Linked DNA regions of Mus musculus: region 1 is linked to region 2. Evidence: chromatin contacts called from public Micro-C data. All regions are on one chromosome and are shown on one strand. The core of a region is the stretch at or near the end of the contact, and the rest is flanking DNA. Distances in the headings are between cores, read along the strand shown.

Region 1 (3,908 bases), core at 689-3,188, 220 kb after region 2:
AGCGTGGTCACTTACATTTCATGTAAGAAACATATTCAGTGGGACAGTTGGTAGTTTGAAGGGTGGAAAGTTTTGGTGATAATAAGCAAATATCAAACTGTGGAGAAAATATACTATCTATTTGATGAATCTCATTTTTTTTAATGTAAGACCATTTGAATAGTACACCATTTGGGTTTCATTCCCAGTTCACAAACTGCATTATCCCCACCCTATCCTGAGAAATTTCCTTAACTTGAACTGCAGTCAAGTTTGTTCAGTAGGACTCAGATATTGGTAGTGGTAAATTGGACCAGAAGAGGACCCATCTGACACTGTCATCTGGAATGTGGATGTGGGACAAAAGTAGCAAGGTGGCACTGACACGTGATGAAGAGGATCATCTGTCAGCTCAGGTGCTAAGGGAGTCACGAGCCTCTTTGTGGCCAAATGAGGTAGAAGCAGACCTCAGGGATGAAAAGGAAAAAGCACAGAGAGATGCTGACACAAGAGTCAAAGGTCTGACAGTCAGGGCCTAGGCTGGCCTACTTTCTGAAGTCCGGTGCCAATTATATGTTGGGTGCTTAAAGAAATTTGTGGGTGGCAATAATTTACCATTGACAATTTAATCAACTTACATTGTTTCCGTTGGCTTACCTTGTGTTAAAGGGTCACCTCATAGTGATTTCTGTACCTAAGAAGCAGAGGTAGATGCTTTCTTCTCCTTCATGCTCACAGAAAGACATGGAGCTCCATATCTGCAGTCATTTTTTTTTCCAAAGCAAAGAAAGTTCTAAGTTCCTGTGTTTGGGCCCAGGGGATTCAGGATGCTTTATACTATTGTGAAGAAGAGTGAATCTAATGAACGAGTATGAATGAGTATGAATGAGTATGAACGAGTATGAACGAGTATGCCACCATCACCTGGGAGAAGAATTAGTAAACATCAAAGCAATAATTCCATTGGGGAGGAGCTGTGTTGTGGGAAGCACAATTTGAAGTTTCAAAAGTCCATGCCATTTCCTTTACCTATCTACCAATCTACCTAGCAATTTATCTTTCTATCTCTCTCACACAAACACACACACAGAAACACACATACACAAACATGCATGCACACACACACACACGTACATATCTATGCACGCATGCATGCATGCACACATGTATCAAAAGATAAGATGGGAGCAGTAGTGGAAAATCTCTCATATTGACTTATCAACCTCTGGCCTCCACATCAGGCTTAAGATGCAAACTCTCCACTTCTGCCCCCATGCCTTTCCTCTGGTATCTTGGACTCTCACCCTCTGAAGTTGCAAGCCCCACATTCAACTCTTTTTTATACATTGCCTTGGTCATGCTGCTTTATCACAGCAACAGAAAAGTAACTAAGACAACTAGTCATGAGGTTTCTAAATTTGAAAATCAGAATCCTTCACATACATTTGCTTGAATTCCTGGGTTGCATGATGGCAAGGGAAGTTTATCATGTGAAGTCTACTCTCAGACAAGAAGTGATTTAACGTAATCTCAAATGTTTTTGCTTAAAAATTTTTAAGCGGGCTGGGGAGATGGCTCAGTTGTTAAAGTATGTGCTACATAGGCACAAGGACACGCTTTCAACCCCAGTACCCCCATAAAAGCCAGGGGTGGTTATGGATATCTGTAACCCTAGAGCTGGGGTCAAACACAAACTGATCCTCAGAGCTTATCAGCCAACTAGACCAGTGAGCTCTGGGTTCAGTGAGAGACTTTACACCAAAAGATAAGGTGAGAGCGGTAGAGGAATTTACCTTATATCACCTCTGGCCTCCACATGAGCTCGTGCTAGTGCATACAAGTGTGTGTATAGCCTGCACACTATTGCATCCACAAAATCGAATCACATAACTACACTTCCCCACGCCATCTTCAACCTCACCCCCAATTCCCTCAACCACGACGATGTCTTCTGTTTCCTCCAACAGATACCAGAAAGGAAGGGAAGCCATGCCTGACAGAATCATGACAGGCCTCCCCAGAGACTATAAAACTGCCACAGGTTGTGTCATATTTTCCTACTACATGTGAAACTCACTATGTTTTGTTTGTTTACTGAGGTGAAAAATGAAAATGAAAGAGAATTGGTGAACCATGGTATTTGATTGACAGAATTCAACATGTCTTGCAGAAGTTTAATTTTTGTTTCCATTTTATAAAATAAACTGCTTGAGAAATGCCAGCCTTGTAAAAGTAAAATGTGCTTATTTACATAAATTAAGCTTGTGGAGAAATCTATTATCTGGGGTTGTAACATTGCCGTGAGTAGTACTCGGGTTGGAATAAAAAAAAACAGGAAAGATGGAACTTTCATGATAGGATGGGTCTGGGATGCTCTGAGACTTAGGGGTAGTTGATACTGAGCTTTGCAATGCTTTGCTTGGTAACTTTTGTAAAGCTGTTAAGACTAGAGAGAGATGGCCCAGAAGTTAAGACCACTTGGATAATGTTCCAGAGGACCCAGATTTGGTTCCCAGAACCCACAGCTCACAACCATCTGTAACTTCAGTTGCAGGGACTCCAACTCCTTCTTCTGGATCCTGAGGGCACCAGGAATGCATGTGGTCCACATACATACATACATGCATACATGCATACATGCAAACCAAAACTAAGATACACACAAAATAAAAATAAAATAATGTAAATTTAGAGGGAAAAAAAAGACTCATTGCTAATGTTTCTGTACAAAACAGGAAGGACTGAATATCAATGATGCTCCATTCCAAGATGGCTCTATCCAACTGAGCTTTTCCCATTTTGCCCTGGGCGAAGCTTCCAGCAGAGTAATGCTCTAATATAGCCTTGTAGAGGCTACAAAGTAGAACTAGATCTTACATGTACTTTACCCACAGAGAATTGATCCAATACCTTATACCCATTTTGTTTAATTTTTATCATTACCATGGCTTAAATGTGAAATTTTAAATATAAAGTTTGGATTTGAAACTTCTCATGGAAAACATAGAAGAAACCTATAGTCTCAAAACCTATAGTCTCATAAGACATTTCTGCACTGCATGTGAACACAGCCAGATAGGACTGAAGTAGAAACTTCAATTAGTGAGAGCTTCAACCCACTAATCACCAGGTTCTATTTCACCCACTAAAATCATTGCTATACTTATGTGACTCCTCCAGGAGCCAGAGAATGTAACCATACCTTAGTGCAGGACAGTTGCTGCTTTCTCAAACATGCAAAACCATGTGATATCCCAATGATCCAGATTTTTCCTGTTCTTCAAGCTCAGGTAGATATTTGTGTCTTTATGAAACGTATTTCCAGTTTTTAAAATTAGCTTCAGATGCATTTTTAATGCTATGGCTACCAAAGGACATACTCATGGTACACTAGCCTGGGTTCTTTCCCTAGCCAATGAAAGAAGATACATCCACAAGCCAATAGTACATGAGGAGAACTTCCGTGGTCACAGGTGTGGATGGCAGTCATGATGCTCCAGGAGTAAAATTAGTTTGATGATCAACAGCAACACACACACTGTCCATGTGGAGGATCTGAGCTAGGACTAAGAAGGCACTGGAGGTTCATGCGGGACACCCCTCTCCTTTCTATTAGGAGCAATAAACCTTTGGCATTGCTGACCAATGAGAGGAGCATGTGTTCCATTTTGATACTGATTTTCCCAGAAAGGGCACACAACACTGTTCATGCCCTGGTAAGTTTGGGGTCAGGTCTCATCAGACTGACTAGGGCACCACCGTGGTATCTGTGGTTGTTGCATACCTTTCAGTTCTGTGAAGGTCCAGATGGAGTAGAGTGGTTTGGTTTGGTTACATTTAGAGAACATGCATTCTGTTGAGATGCCTGTCGATCTATCAATTCAGCTTTTATACAGCAAAAACAATCAGAGACAATAGTTTATAAGTTG
Region 2 (4,184 bases), core at 5-2,504:
AAAAACGTTATTCTTGGAATTGATCTCATCAATTTTTAATAAAAGTGAGAAGTATAGACATGCCTACACATTGAACAGAACATGCCACGATTAACAATGGATAGTAAAGTTTTCTATCTCTTCAGCCTTTACCGAACAGTTATTTTTAGGGCATCTTGCTTTCTTTATACTTGTTTAGGAGAGTTGTCTTATTCCCTAGGCTTATATTACTATCAGAGTCCCTGTTTTACCCAAACTGAATTTCAGGGTATCACTAATTCCACAATGTTGCTAACAAGGAGCACTTACTACCCTGTGTGAACAATGCATTCTGGGATTGCTTAAACTCCACAGCTTGAAAACAGAAGTTGTAGGTCATGAACTTGGAGATGTAAGGAGAAGTTTGCTTTACAGCATGCACACATTCTGTTTGGGAATATTATCTTTAAGAAACTTGGAAAGAGCTGGGCAGTGGTGGCACATGCCTTTAATCCCAGCACTTGGGAGGCAGAGGCAGGCGTATTTCTGAGTATGAGGCCAGCCTGGTCTACAAAGTGAGTTCCAGGACAGCCAGGGCTATACAGAGAAACCCTGTCTCGAAAAACCAAAGAAAGAAAGAAAGAAAGAAAGAAAGAAAGAAAGAAAGAAAGAAAGAAAGGAAGGAAGGAAGAAAGAAAGGAAGAAAGAAATGAAGAAACAAAAAAAGAAGAGAAGAGAAGAGAAAACAAAAGAAAAGAAAAGAAAAGAAAAGAAAGAAAAGAAAAGAAAAGAAAAGAAAAGAAAAGAAAAGAAAAGAAAAGAAGGAAACTTGGAAAGTAGCCAATGTCTGTCTTGCACTCAGCAGGGGAAAACACAAAGGTGCTTCTTGAGGCCCCACAGCAAATCCACCTCTTATTCCAGGCAGACTGAACCTGAGAGAGCTTTAGCGCCTTGGAGAATTAGTTATTTAGCCCAGGCTCTCCAGCAATTTTTCCTATCACATCAAAACACTTTAAAGCCTATTATGGATTCAGTTTTGATTGTGTACATTTCTTTAGAAGTGATGCCATAGAGAGTTTATCATGCAAGGGATGCATCTGATCCACAGAGATGTTCTTCTCAGATACCCGGCAATCCTCTGAGAAGGAAGACATCACGGAAGTAATGCATTGCCTGGTTAATTAAAACCTCGTCAGCATGCAAGCAAATATTTATTCTCAGATAAACCTAAACGCTTCCTGATTTAATTAATTCTTTATATGGCAATGCAGACTCATTTTGCTAGCCACATCCAGCAGAGGGCAGGATGCTCCCACCAAGGGCCAGCTGGCTACAGCCTCTAGTCAGAACACTGCAACTCTCTATCAGAGGAAAGAACATTTTCCTGGTCTTGGGAAGGTCCTCAATTTCTTGTAAGAATCTGAGTAAATCTGTTATCAACTTGAAAACAGAAGTTGTAGGTCATGGACTTGGAGATGTAAGGAGAAGTTTGCTTTAGAGCACGCACGCATTCTGTTTGGGAATATTATCTTTTAAGAAACTTCCAAAGTAGCCAGTTTCTGTCTTACTACAGAAGGTATGTAGAGAACTGATTTAGGGTTCTGTGTGTATGCTGCCTTTGTTAAACCTGAGTTATTCTTGGCACATGTCCTGCCTCGGTCCTACCACTCTCCCTATTGTAACTTGCCCTCTGCCCTTAGACACTCATAGCAGCTCCCCACTGGCTTCTTGTCTGATGCCCCTTCATAATCCCTTGGATATGACATGAGATCACCACTAACTCAAATTCCCCTCTTACCAAATGTAACTCAAGTGTGAGAACATGAGTGGTTCTTCCCCTTGTTTGTGATATAGATCACTAGGGAAACATTTTTGTGCCAGGCCTTGAGCACCACAAGGTTCTGAGCATTTATTCTATTCTAGGTAGATACAAGACAACACAGATGTCAAACAACAAACTAGAAGTTCCTTGTTAGTACTGTACACACTTTTGGATATGGGGGTTGTCTGGGAGGACTAGGCAGTTGGAGAGGATTTTCATCTTCCTAGGACATCCCCATCCATCTCTGAGGGAAGATAGAAGCAAATTTACTTTCAACTGTATTATTTCTGTATACTTTGGGTACTGGAAACTTCCTTTAATGAGAAAGTAATGCAAAAAACAAGCCCTCTAGTCATCAAAAATCACAATGACAACAAGAAAGAGAATTAAATACAAGTTGAAAACCATTGACCTAAAATATGTTTGTGAGAAAAATCAGGGCATGCAGCTCTCCCCAAGAGTGCATCTAGGGATGAAGCGCTACTACATTCTGTTAAGAATCCTCCCATTATTATTGAGTTTTTATTATTATAATCATCCCCTAATAGTCACCCTTTCCTAAAATAAGCTAAAGTATTGGGACCGGAGTAATATGTGGCATTTTGACAACTGTGAGAACCCATCTTTTGCACCCAGGAACTTTGTGCAGGAAGGTGATAATTGACCAGTCTCTCTGACCACTGGCTGGTATATCAACACATCATCCAGAGTGCTTTCAACACTTCTTGGATGCCGTGAAGAAGCCTTCATCCTCTTGGCAGAATGTCTTAATCCATCCTAAATGTACCAGGTAGCACCAAGCTTCATCAACCCGTTGCAGGTATTTCCACCTGCAGAGGCTCTAGAAGGCCCAGCTCTGGTTGCTCCAGACCCTATTACACTCCTTCATTATGTCAGAAAGAGGAACGACACTTGCTTTTAGTGGCTCAGCAACATAGCTGAGATTAGCAGAAGAGGGTATGCCTATAGGAGCTTGTGGATGATCTGATATAAGATTTGTATTGATAGGAGTCAATGTTCTACTGTGATCAGTGAAATTGTAATCTATGTATAGCCACTCTTCTGGCTATGAAAAACTCCTCCTGACTTTTTCCATTGGTCTTAGAGGCTACAGTTCTATGTACTATCACAAATATTGTACCTTTAGACCCTACCAAAGTCTTCTCTCTAATGGCCATTTGCCTATTTGTGAAACTTAGAGGCAGAGCAGGCTGAACTGATTACAAAGAAGACAAGACTGTCAGCTTTCAGCTCTGAAGGTAGCAGCAGGGGAAGATGGAAGAATTCCTCCACTTCCACTATAAACCACTGTAAACATGGTTGTAATTGGGAGCTGAAACTGAAAAGAAGCCCTTGGAAGGAGAGGCTATGACAAGCTAGATATCACAACCAAGGCTACAAGGCCTGCGAGCTTCAGTCACCAGAAGAGTTCAAAAGAGTTGTGAGGGCTTCAGAAGCCAGGGGTCCTGACACCGACGCTCAGAGGCTATCAAGTTTGCTGCTGGCCAGAGCAACACATCACTGAAAAGATGAGACGTCAACCTGAAAGACCTCCCAGTGGCCAGGACTGGGAAAGTGGGAGGACAACAAAATAGTAACAATACTGGATTATAAATCAAATATGTGTGTGTGTGTGTGTGTGTGTGTGTGTGTGCTCATGTGCGTGTGTGTGAACTAATATTAACAAATGATGGAATATATAAGGAAGATGCATTGAGCATCTGGATCAATAAGCCTCTTGCGCAGACCAAGACTTTACTCGTCAAAGTTTAGGATCATGAGCATCTGGATCTGGAAATCCTAGCTTCTAGAACTCAGAAGTACCAAAGGTAGGACCTCTGCCATCTTGTTTATCTTTGATAGAACCTGAATATGACCTGATTACCAGCTAGCCATTTTTACCATCAGTACTATGGAGATCGAGCCTGAAGAGAGAGTACAAGTCCAGAATCCAGACTTGCAAAAGAAGGAGGTGAACTTAGAGTTCTAGTTAGCCTTTAAACCCTAAGGCACAGACACTATAACACTGACCTTGTGGACAGCTGTTCAGAGACACCTGCAATCCCCTGTAGATCTTCATTATGCCACCACCTCTCCACCCACCTTTACCAGACCTGACATCCAGAACCAAACAGTTTAGACTCCCTCCCCACACCCATATTCCTTGCACACTGAGTCTTCTGGGGCGCTCCAGCTGCCCCAACCACCTGCTATTCCAGCTGGACACCAATTTTCCTGCCACCTCTCAGCCCACCTTCATCAGACCTGCTGATTGGGAACCATGCAACCCAAGGATACCTACCCATCAGAGACCTGCCACACCAGGATCATCAAGGTCATACCCCTTAAAAATACCTACAACAGGAACATTCAGGGGAAAAAGCCATCCAAAAGGCTAACAGCC

What was found. A called contact is a pair of places that touch in the nucleus more often than the background predicts.
Region 1: a Micro-C map of B cells shows a contact between it and region 2, with 4 times the contacts expected there. The contact joins two enhancer-like sites. A contact is called at or near these places in 9 of 39 promoter capture datasets (the C10 cell line, the HPC-7 cell line, embryonic stem cells and 3 more), 3 of 15 datasets of contacts at CTCF or cohesin (large pre-B cells, pro-B cells and stem cell-derived epiblast-like cells), 35 of 484 Hi-C or Micro-C datasets (the AtT-20 cell line, B cells, CD4 T cells and 19 more), 4 of 115 datasets of contacts at active chromatin or transcription factors (bone marrow-derived dendritic cells, embryonic stem cells and large pre-B cells) and 2 of 9 other capture datasets (adipose tissue and pancreatic islet).

Annotation. Positions count from the first base shown.
Region 1 is chr2:58,421,538-58,425,445 of GRCm38.p6, forward strand. All of the region lies in intron 1 of LOC108168760 (a long non-coding RNA gene), which reads right to left. Among named protein-coding and RNA genes, the nearest start is that of Acvr1c, 66 kb to the left of the region's middle. Within about 2 kb of position 1,939, at least 15 of the 459 cell types and tissues checked have an H3K27ac peak or open chromatin away from gene starts, as enhancers often do. A contact at or near this core is called in B cells, where this site is marked.
Region 2 is chr2:58,198,372-58,202,555 of GRCm38.p6, forward strand. No RefSeq gene overlaps it. Among named protein-coding and RNA genes, the nearest start is that of Gm13546, 36 kb to the left of the region's middle. Within about 2 kb of position 1,255, at least 6 of the 459 cell types and tissues checked have an H3K27ac peak or open chromatin away from gene starts, as enhancers often do. A contact at or near this core is called in B cells, where this site is marked.